Regions from separate parts of the Sus scrofa genome. Here all the other regions are linked to region 1. Evidence: chromatin contacts called from public Hi-C and targeted proximity ligation data. All regions are on one chromosome and are shown on one strand. The core of a region is the stretch at or near the end of the contact, and the rest is flanking DNA. Distances in the headings are between cores, read along the strand shown.

What was found. A called contact is a pair of places that touch in the nucleus more often than the background predicts.
Region 2: a contact with region 1 is called in a targeted proximity ligation map of skeletal muscle. A contact is called at or near these places in 1 of 5 promoter capture datasets (fetal liver), 3 of 47 Hi-C or Micro-C datasets (embryonic fibroblasts, epiblast stem cells and liver) and 2 of 2 datasets of targeted methods (alveolar macrophages and skeletal muscle).
Region 3: a Hi-C map of liver shows a contact between it and region 1, with 1.6 times the contacts expected there. A contact is called at or near these places in 5 of 47 Hi-C or Micro-C datasets (embryonic fibroblasts, epiblast stem cells, heart right ventricle and 1 more) and 1 of 2 datasets of targeted methods (alveolar macrophages).

The regions. Positions count from the first base shown.
Region 1 is chr5:64,180,042-64,183,846 of Sscrofa11.1, reverse strand. VAMP1 (vesicle-associated membrane protein 1) reads right to left here and starts at 2,351. Exons shown (of 6, transcript XM_005653160.3): 1 at 2,249-2,351; 2 at 1,866-2,115. The coding sequence starts at 1,867.
Region 2 is chr5:64,276,440-64,280,290 of Sscrofa11.1, reverse strand. LTBR (lymphotoxin beta receptor) reads left to right here and starts at 1,869. Exons shown (of 10, transcript NM_001308823.1): 1 at 1,869-2,092; 2 at 2,230-2,326; 3 at 2,567-2,692; 4 at 2,789-2,941; 5 at 3,316-3,412; 6 at 3,553-3,644. The coding sequence starts at 1,997.
Region 3 is chr5:64,293,952-64,297,475 of Sscrofa11.1, reverse strand. It overlaps SCNN1A (sodium channel epithelial 1 alpha subunit), which reads right to left. Exons shown (of 13, transcript NM_213758.2): 3 at 1,225-1,495; 4 at 1-123. Among named protein-coding and RNA genes, the nearest start is that of SCNN1A, 8.0 kb to the right of the region's middle.

The DNA.
Region 1 (3,805 bases), core at 1,102-3,601:
CATCAAGTCCCAGGAGACTCTCCTAGTTCTTTATGTGCCAAGGAGAAATCTTGGTTTACACTGCTATACACAGAGACCATGCTCTCTTCCCCTTAGCCTTAGGGGAAGAATGATCTGGTGTGGGATCCTCAACATAAACTCCTCTCCAGGCCCCAACACATGGAAGTTAAATTCACCCCCCCGAAGAATTCCCAGAAGTCTAACCTAAGACATGAGATTTTCTCTGCCAAGGAACCCACAGGCAGGAGGGGGACCTCTCAAATTTGATGAAGAAGAGAAATTACAATAACTCCTCAAACAGAAGCAGAATCCCACAAAACATACCTCATAGCAGCAGTCCACAAGTGAATGCACTACGGATGAAACCATCACAAAGTCACCAAAAAGGTAAAGCCTTGACTACTCACAATAGAACTAATGCCCAGAAGTTCCTCCTCTCTACTAAGCAAGTAAATTTCAGCCTGAAAGGATAGAGAATAACTTCTCAAAGAGGTAATACTCCCAGATGACACCTGACTCATCCCCACTAAAAGAAGCATCTCCCATTTCCCTCTGAGGCACAATGGAGGCAAAGGAAAGCCATGGAAGCCACCAGACTCCTCTGCTCCTACTGAGCTAAGCAATCTAGGTCTCTGACTGAAAGTGGAAAATTCAATGAGTAGGGAGCAGGCAGTGTTTGGTCCTGGAAGCAGTCCAGGCTGGTGGCACCAATGACAAGATTAAGGTCAGAGACCTCGTGATGCCCTTCTAGTCACCAAGTTTTCCCCATCTCCTTCCCACATGGATGCTACTGGGAACCAGTCGGCTGAGACGATTCCCCCTCCCCCAAATGAAAACCTATGGAATCCTAGGGCTTGGCCAAAAATGCACAGAATGTCATATACAGTTAAAACTGTAGAAATCCAATAGAGAAAAGGGGAATTGGTTATAAAGGATTTGAAGGGACCATTTCACTTAATAACTTGTAGCGAGCGAGTTGGGAACACTCAGGAGTAATATATCTGGAGATAGTTATAACCCTTATGTAACATAAATAAATCTGTTCCCTTTTCTGTCACCAAGAGAAGCATCAAAAATACATCTAGGACCAGACCAGGACTCCAGGAAAGAATGGAAAGTTCTTCATTCGTCTAGCCCTAGTTCTTCCTCAAGGTTTTGGAATGGGAGTGATGTTGAAGATGATCAGAGACTAAGTTGAATGTGTTGAGGAAAGGGGTTGAGGGGATCCTCAGCTGTTTCTCTTCTAAATACTTGGCTAAGACTCAATAACAGGAAAACATCACCTACACGGGTGGCCTTGGGATGAGTGGCTGCTTGGAATCACATGCCCCTGCCCCTTGAGCCTTTTTGAGCTGCTCACCTAGCGCCAGGGAACTGGCAGGTAAGTTTCTGGAGCTTTGCTCACAGCCAAGAAGAGTTGGGGGGTACCCAAGTCAGAGATTGCAGGACAAGCCAAGTTACTAACTGGCAGGTGCACCCATGGCCATGACTGTCTTTCTAGAGGCCCTAAGTACAGCTTCAACCAACAACAAGAAAGGGCCTGGGGTAGGCCCCTACCCGGTGTCTTGGCGCACCATCTTTCAACAGAGACCTGACTGAGGAGCCCCACAGGCGAGAGAAGAGGGGCAGCGAAAGTGGGACCCCCGCGCCCCTGCGCCGCCCGTGGGATGCTGGCTGGAACTGGTGCAGGAATGAGGTGCAGCCTCCCTTCCCCAAGGGTGGCCCGGCCCAGGGCTGGTGCGCGGCGGTGGTTCCCCGCGTCGCTGCATCTGCTGCAATGCGCCATTTTCGGTCCCGCAGAGTTCTGCGCTGGGGGTGAGAGTTGGCAAGGAGGTGTCGCGCCCCCCACACCAGAGTCAACTCACATGTCTCAAACAGAGGAAGGAGAGGTCTGTCTCCTCTCCGGAGGCTGCGGCGTGACACCGGGTCAGGGAACTCTGCGGTGAAACCGACGGCAACGCCACGCTCCTCCTCTTGCTGACCACCTGGAGCTCTAGCTGCGGTGGAACTCACTGCAGCGGCCGCTCAGGCCCCAGTCTTTATTAGTGCTGGTCACGCCCCCGGATCACGCTGATAAACCTGTGGACCAATCCCCGCCAAGAACAGACGCCAGTCCTGAAATGAAGCAGGGAATAAAGCCTACAGTGCCCGCCCCTGGAAATTCGCCAGTCACGGCTCTCTTATCATTCGGACCCGGAAAATGAGCGATGCTGGGAGGATGTGGCCAATACAACTGTGGTTTGCTTACCTGTCTGACTAAGCGACAGGGATGGGTGGAACTATGGCCCCCCTCCTGGAGGGTCGGCTCCAGCAGTTTGAGTTGGGCTTTTTTGGTGCCTCCAAGCCAATCGCTGAGCAGTTCCTCGGTCCGGGCCCGCCCACGGCCCGCGTCTCCAGCCAATCACGCCGTTTCCGCCTACAGCGGCAAGCAGGTTGGCGCGTGGCAGCCGGGACTCCCAAACCCTGGGAGCAGCAGAGGTTCGGTTGTCTGGGCACCGCCCAGGTGCTCGGACCTGGCAGGCCTCCACCCCCAGTCTTTGACAGACAGCTCTGAGGAGGCTATATCCATCGAGGCAGAGCCGCAGGCTCCCCGGGCCGCTGGGCGGCGGGGATCCTTACGACCAAAGTAAATACTTTGGAGAGCTCGGTTCACCGGTTCTACACAGCCATCAAGCCCCTCGCTCAGTCTGTCCTAAATTTAACTTTCCCTCCCCAAACTTGCTTGTCCTATCCCTCTCGGTAGCTTACCACTTGGACTCAGTTGCCCAAACCAGAAACCTGGAAACCATGCTAGATTTTCCTCCCATTCATCTTTTTCTGCCCTCCTATAAATCACCAAGCTGAGCGGATTTTTTTCTTCTTAGTATTTCAATAATTCTCTCCCCTCCTCTCACTGTCCTGCTGCAGCTTATTATCCCTTGTTTGGCGTCCATCAGTTGTAAAATCATTCTTCCACGTACTGCACACCAACATAATGCTTTTTTATCACTTCGAATTTTTATTTTATATGTATGGAAAGTGGAGGTTTCTATAGATGCAGATTTTTACCATACATCACTCTCATGCATACATGCAAAGGAAAATAGAAAAGTAGCCTAGTGTTCATAAAACTTTTTCAGACACCGACTCTTACGATTTTTTTTTTCTTTTTACTCAGTCTTAGATGTGCATGATTTCCACACAATATAGTCCTCTGTGCATGCCATCAAGGGCTTTGGGTGATGCAGCATTTCTTAAAGAAATGTTCCTTTTCTGTCTGGAATTTTTCTTTCAAGACATCCATTTGGCAAATTTTGATTCTTATGAGCCAGTATGACAAATACAGTATGACCATTCTGGCTAATATAGTCAGACATCCCAATTTAGATGTTAAAGTGAAAAAAGAAAAGTGCCTCTTAAAATTAATGAAATATCATATCATTTTGTTTCATCTTGCCCTCATTCATATCCATCCTCTAAGAAACCACTAGGATGATTTATCAAAATGTCACAACCTGGAGCTCCCGTCGTGGCGCAGTGGTTAACGAATCCGACTAGGAACCATGAGGTTGCGGGTTCGGTCCCTGCCCTTGCTCAGTGGGTTAATGATCTGGCGTTGCTGTGAGCTGTGGTGTAGGTTGCAGACGTGGTTCAGATCCCTAGTTGCTGTGGCTGTGATGTAGGCCAGCGGCTTCAGCTCCGATTGGACCCCTAGCCTGGGAACCTCCATGTGCCGCAGGTGTGGACCTAAAAAGACAGAAAAGACCAAAAAGATAATAATAACACACTGTCTTAATTACTGTAGCTATACAGTAAGACTTAAGTA
Region 2 (3,851 bases), core at 620-3,119, 97 kb before region 1:
ACCTGCGTCCTTATGGATACCAGTCAGGTTCTTAACCCACTGAGATACAATGAGAACTCTCAACTTAAAATTTTTAGTTAGAAAAAAGAGAGAAAAAAGGGATCTAAGGCTACCATAGAGAGACCTTTATGCATTTAAGAGCTCAGTGTGAGTCCAGCCCAGCCGCCTTCCCTGGACCTGGAAAGAGCTACAGCCCTGAGCAGTGCATGCTGTTCTAACATTCCTTCCCTTCCCAGCCAGCCTCGGATGTTTGCTGGCAGTGTGTGAGCCCTAGGCCTGCACTAGCAGAGCGAGAGATGTCTACAGCTCAGGGCCCTTCACCCTTTTGTGGGCCCTGCTCCCCAGATGCACCCCTGACCAGGCCTTCCCTGATCCTCCACCAGGAGGCTGTCCAGCCAGTCAGACCAACCAGGGTCAGGCTGTGTGCTAAAGATGGCCCTCCAGGGAGGAGGCGGGAATGGTGCCCAGGTGACCTCTCTCAAGACAGCAAGTCAGTCCCTCATGCCTAGGGAGCCATCCCTCCCCGAGTCACAAGGAGGCAGCATGGTTGCTGGAATGAGCTGGGACCCAGAAATTTGGAGCCCCATGGCTCTGCCATGGACTGGCCATGAGACATGGGGGAGATAGCATATATAAATATATACTGGACACGTGGTCCGTGCCAAACTCTGTAGGAAACTCGGGGAACCCAGACTTATGGATTCAGTGCAGAACTCATGGCTCAGTGGCTGGTGAATGACAAGCAGTGGGTCACAGGGAGTGATCTGCAGAGGGGCTGGGCAGGCCCGGGGTGGGGCTGCTTCCCAGAGCTCAGGTGACCCTCAAGGACCCTCTGTGCCAGGAGCACAGAAATTTGGAAACCAGAGAGCATGCCATAGGGGGAAGGGGGAAGTACTATTAATGGGATGCAGGAGAATTGTAGGAAGAAAGGGGTGCAGGGACAGAGTGAGCTTCCCTCAAACCATGGTCTCTGCATGGCATTTGGGCCTCAGTGTCCTCATCCTTAAGGTGAAGGGCCTGGACTGGTGGGCTGTCAGCTCCCTCCAGGTCAAAGGAATTCAAATACTCCTGGGTGAGAGGCTAGGACTGGGGATGGTGGCTGCCCAGCGCCAGTCCAGCTGCCCTGTTCATGGGACTTCAGTCTGCATGTCCTCTGCCTTCTCTGAGGACAGGGGAGCAGAGCCACTGAACCCCCCAAGGGTCATGTAGGTGACCTGTGCCCACTGATGTATGGGTCAGGTTGGCTCAGGGAAGGGGAGGGCTGGCTGGGCAGTGACTCCTTTGTAGTTAATCTTAAAAAGTCACATAACAAGGCAGGAACCCGGGAGTCCAGTCTGCCAGCTGGGTCTTCTGGTTCCCAGATGTTGGGCTGGCTGGCTGGCTGGCTTGCTGGCTGTCCCAGACTCTCCATGGGTCTCTGCACCCTCCAAGTTTGACAGTCTCAGGCCCATCCACTTTTCAGATGGGGTGCCCGGCTGGACACTGCTCTGCCAAGACCTCCATCTGTGCCTGGGTCAGCCCTGCCCCAGCTGGGCTCTCAGGGACCATCAGAGAGTTGTCCCCTGGCTCTGCTGCCCCTTTCCCACCAGCTGGGCCTGGCCTGTCTCCTCGTCCTCCTCTCCAGTCAGGCTTCCAGAGAAGGGAGGAGGCCCAGTTCCGGCCCTGCTGCCCTCACGTGCTTTCCCGGCCACCCCCTCCCGCCCTGCATCGGGCAGCCAAGCCTGTTCCTCTTCCCGATTGCGACAGCCGCCCCAGCTCCCAGCGCTCCCTGTCCCCGCCCCGCGGCCGGCTGCTCCACTCCCACTTCCTGAGCCCGGCGCTGGAGCCCTGGAGGCCAGGCCAGGCCCGGCCGCTCCGGCCCCCAGGGGCACGTCAGCCCGAGTCCCGTCCCAGCCCCTGAGCTGGGGACGCTGCTGCCACCACTGCCCGGGACGTCCAGGCCTCCCATCTTCCTCCCAGGCCTCCACCCATCTGGTCGGCTGGCCGACTGGCCGCCATGCGCCTGCCGTGGGCCGCCTCCTCCTGCGGCCTGGCCTGGGGGCCACTCATGCTGGGCCTCTGCAGTCTCCAGGCAGCATCCCAGTCCCAGCTGGTGAGGGAGGGCCCCGTGCAGGGGGCGGGGGTGGGCTTGGCTAGGGAGAGGGGTCTGGGCAGCCCTCTCTGTAATCCTTCTGCCCTCCCCAGCTGACCCCTGAATAATTCTCCCCCCACTTCATCTCCCCCTTGAAGGTGCTCCCTTACCGCCCGGAGAACCAAACCTGCCAGGACCAGAAAAGGGAGTACTACGAGCCCAAACATCACGTCTGCTGCTCGCGCTGCCCCCCAGGTGAGAGGCAAGGGGCAGAGGAAGGCTGGGACAGGGAGGTGGGTTACAGGGGCTCCAGCCCACCTGGCTGCCTCGGAGGGAAGGCAGACATCAGGTCCCAGGTGACAGGCAAAGGGTGAGCAACACTGGCCGTCCCTTCTATGTAGGCACCCGGACAGGCCCAGGGTCACACAGCGAGCAGCAGAGGGGACGGTGGAACCCCAGCCCCCTGACACTGCTACTGCCCCACTCGCATCCTAGGCACGCACGTCTCAGCTGAGTGTAGCCATGACCAGAACACCGCTTGTGCCACATGCCCTGAAAATTCCTACAACGAGCACTGGAACCACCTCTCCATCTGCCAGCTGTGCCGCCCCTGTGACCAGAGTGAGTGGGGTGTGCCCGGGGTGGGCAGGGGTGGGGGGATGTGCTGGGACCCCCAGGAGTGCGGCCCCTCTGCTGAGCCTGCCATCTCTCCACCAGTGCTGGGCTTCATGGAGGTCACGCCTTGTACCAGCAAACACAAAGCCCAGTGCCGCTGCCAGCCTGGGATGTTCTGCGTCTTCTGGGACTCTGAGTGTGTCCACTGCGAGCCACTCTTCAACTGCCCACCTGGCACCGAAGCTGAGCTCAGAGGTCACTGGGGGCAGAGGGCAGGGAGGAGGCTGGGCGGGTGATCTTGAACAGGGATCAGGGCATACGGTGCTGTGTTCATGGCGAGCCTCCAGGTGCTTAACTCTCTGGCATAAAATGTCTCTTCTCCTGCCCTGAGAAAGGCCCCCAAAAGGACCTGCAGAGAAATGGCCCAGGACAGTGCTGAGCTCAGGGGGGTCCTCCCAGCACTGGGGAAGTTTGGGCAACTTGGAGATCAGGAAATATGCTGCCAAGTACAGAATGGGGTGGGTGGGCAGGTGGGGAGGGGGCCATCCAGAGGGCTCAAGGGAAGCTCACATCTGGGCAGATGCTCCTTTGCCCACTCACCCGGGCTGGCTGTGTCTTTCTCTTGCCAGATAAAGCTGGGGAGGCAAACAGAAAATGTGTTCCCTGCAAGGCAGGGCACTTCCAGAATTCCTCTTCCCCCAGCGCCCGCTGCCAGCCCCACACGAGGTGAGTGTGCCTCCATCTGTGTCCCCTGCCCCATGCCCAGCCCCAGCTGCTGACAACCCTGCCCGTGCCCACCTCCACGGAACCACCTCCCACTTCCAGCCGGGAGGAAGCCCACCTGAGCTGGGCTCTTTCCTGCACAGGTGTGAGGACCAGGGCCTTGTGGAGGCAGCTCCAGGCACCACCCAGTCTGACACCACCTGCAGAAATCCACCGGACCCCCCCAAGATGCCAGGTGAGGGGCCAGGGGCACAGGGAGGGGGCGCCTGGGAAGATGCCTTAATTCCAACCATCCAAATAAGCAGGAAAATGATGAATCCTTTCTTCTCAAAATTGAGGCAAGAAGAAACTCCTCAAAGGGAAATTGGAGTCTCTCCTTATACACAAACATACACATGCACACTTTTTAAATGATGTATTATATAGATTTTGTATAAGTTAG
Region 3 (3,524 bases), core at 11-2,510, 110 kb before region 1:
CGACGGAGAGGTGTCCTGCCGTCTGGACAGAATGTTGATGTAGTGGAAGCGGTACCACTCCCTCACTGCATCCACCCCGGATGAGTACGTCTGGTAGAAGCAGTCTGATTTGTTCTGGTTGCACTGAACACAGAGACCAGAGCGTCAGAGGGCCGGCAGCAAGGGTAAGCAGGGCAGGGCCAAGGTCAAGGAATGAGTGTTCTGAGGTCCTGAGGACCAACAGGTAGGATTGGGAGCTGGGAGTGGGAAGGAACAGAAGGCAGAGTGAAGCAGAAGCCTGGAGGAGAGCAGACCCGGAGAGCAAGGGACTAGGAGAGTGGCAGGTAGGCCAGGGAAGAGACTGGGAGCTGCACACACCTCAGGGTCATGTATGAAGCCTCCGAGGAGAATGGAACAAAGATTCTTCTCCCCATTTCACAGATGGGAAAACTGAGGAATCAAGTAGTTCATCCCAACAGCAGAGCAGGGACTGGAACCTTGGCCTCTAGGTACCGTGGTCCACTCTTACTAAAAGGACTTGTCTTTCTTCTCCATGCCTTTTTTTTTTTTTTTTTTTTTTTTTTGTCTTTCTGTCTTTTAGGGCCATACTGGCAGCATATGGAAATTCCCAAGCTAGGGGTCAAATCCAAGCTGCGGCCGAAGGCCTACGCCACAGCCACAGCAAAGCGGGATCTGAGTCACGTCTGCGACCTACACCACACCTCACGGCAACGCCAGATCCTTAATCCACTGAGGGAGGCCAGGGATTGAATCTGTGTCCTCATGGATGCTAGTCGGGTTTGTTAACCACTGAGCCACGACAGGGGAACACCCCATTTGTTTTTTGTCTCCTTGTCAGTGCCTCCCTATTCTCCATCTTAGGCCGGTGGAGCCCCAGTGCCCCATCACACTAGAGGGTCCCAACCCAATACCACTGGGAGGACTGAATTCAGAAAGATGCATTTTTCACAGTAGATCCGATTTCCCGCCCCCATAAACGTTCTCAGAGGCTGCCAGGGAGGACCCTTCATAAGCTGGCGCCCAGAGAGATGTTATTTAATTTTATTTTTCAAACCTTATTTATAGATTTAACTTATTTATTTTGCCAGCCCGCGGACGAGGTCTGCCTTGTACCACTGCGGCGGAGGCGCGGTCGGGAAAGAGCAGAAACATGCTCTCTGGCTGAAACAGTGGGGCGGGGCCTTCCCCGAAGATGGGCGGGGCCTTGGCGGGGTGGGGCCTTACCAGTTGGAAGCCGATCTTCCAGTCCTTCCTGTTCACCTGGGGATTGTTGTCCCGCACGCTGCTGGAAGTGGCGCTGCGAACTCTGCGGGCCGAGTGGGGCGGAGCCGGGACCGTCAGGCGCTGCAGAGGGTGCGGCAGGGGCTCCCGCAGGTCTCGGCGGAGGCGGGCGTGGGCCACGAGAGTGTTGGAGGAGTTGTACTTGTACAGGTCGAAGAGTGTCTGCTCTGTGATACGGTCCAGCTCTTCCAGCTCCTCTTTAATTTCCTTGTACCTGGGAAGGGCGATGGCTAAGGGTCCGACTAGGGGGCGGCCCCGAGCCAATCCCTGTTTCCCCCGCCCCACGCCCGGCCTTGGTTTCCCCGTCTGTAACCCGTGAGGCGGTTGTTCCCAGGGAAGCCTGCGGGGAATAGTTCTGGGGTCTCCTGCACTCTTTGGGGGCAAGAGGGCGTGTAGAGAGGTGTGTCCGCGGGGTAATTGGAGGCGACAATGAACTCCAGCGGTGACAGCGTTTATTGCAGCAAGTTTATCATAAGGGAGAGGCGGGAGGCGCTCTCCTCCCACTCGCCCTGGCCTGAAAGGGAACCCGGAACTTGTCTGCCCTTTCCTGGGGGGGACAGGCAGACTGGGCCCAGACACTTAAACCGACCCACGATGCGCGGACCACCCCATGCTATCCCCTTAGAGTGGCCTTTTGGCCTGTCTGCCACTTGACACTTTCTAAAGCAACTGCACTTCTAGACTCTTACCAGGAACTTTAAAAATGCCAATGCCAATGCCAATGCCAATTCCCCTCCCCCCCATCACCACCCCCGCCCCGCCTCTATGCCCCCATATACCAAAGACAGTTTTTCAGAGTTTTGGGTGGGGCCCAAACACCTTAAGTTAAACACTGCCCAGTATAAATCGTCACATTCCTTTTTCTCAATATGGGGCTTATTATCATCTCCATCATGATAGAATCTACTAAAGCAAACACCTAGAACTAATAAACAAGGTTGCAGGATAAAAACCCAATATACGAAATTAATTGTATTTCTACATACTAGCCACAAAAATTGGAAAATGAAATCACAAACACAGCACCACATTAACATATGTTGCATATGGGAGTTCCCGTCGTGGCGCAGTGGTTAACGAATCCGACTAGGAACCATGAGGTTGCGGGTTTGGTCCCTGCCCTTGCTCAGTGGGTTAACGATCAGGCGTTGCCGTGAGCTGTGGTGTAGGTTGCAGATGCGGCTCGGATCCCGCGTTGCTGTGGCTCTGGCGTAGGCCGGTGGCTACAGCTCCGATTCAACCCCTAGCCTGGGAACCTCCATATGCTGTGAAAGCGGCCCAAGAAATAACAAAAAGAGAGAAAAAATAAATAAATAAATAATAATAAAAAAAACATATGTTGCATATGGAGCATAAACAACAGCAAATACTGGGAATAAATCTAATGAAAGGTGTGCAAGACCTCCACACTGAAAATCCTGCTGAAGCAAACCAAAGACCAAAATGAAAGAAGGGAGCTGTGGAGGTCATGGATCAGAAACTCGCGATGCCTCCCAAACGGCTCTTTAGTTTCAACCCAGTCCCTGCCAAAGCTTCAGCAGACATTTTGGAAGAAATTGACAGGCTGATTCTAAGATTGATATGGGAATCCAAAGAATCTAGAAGGGCCAATTCGGTTTTGGAAAAGAAGAGCAAAGTTGAGTACTTACACAAACTGACTTTATGACTATAAAGTCACAGTAATCAACTGCGTAAGGCTTATGGAAGAATAGACAATAGATCAATGGAACAGAAGAGAATCCAGAAATAAACTCACACATATATGGTCAACAGATTTTTTTTACCAAAGCACCAATTCGATTCAATGGAGAAAACAGTTTTTTAAATAACAGATGCTGGAACAACTGGATACTGAGTGGAAAACAAACAGAACCTCAACCTCTATCTTAGTCCGCACAAAAATCTAGAACGTATAGAACATAGATACCTTTGTGACCTTGGGGTAGGCAAAACTTCTTAGATTAAAAAAATATCGAAACATGAAATACCAAAATATAAAAACTTCTTACAAATCAACAAGAAAAAGATAAGTTGTTTTAAAAACGACCCCCCCAAATATGCACACGGTCACTAAACACAAGAAAATGTTATTAATCCTCGGGTAAATGCAAATTAAAACCATAATGAGGTACAATTTAACATCCGTTCAGCTGAAAGTAAGAGACCAATAACATCAAATATCAGTGAGAAGGTGGAGCAACTGGAATTACTGTTGATGGGAGTCTAAAATGGTACAACAGGAG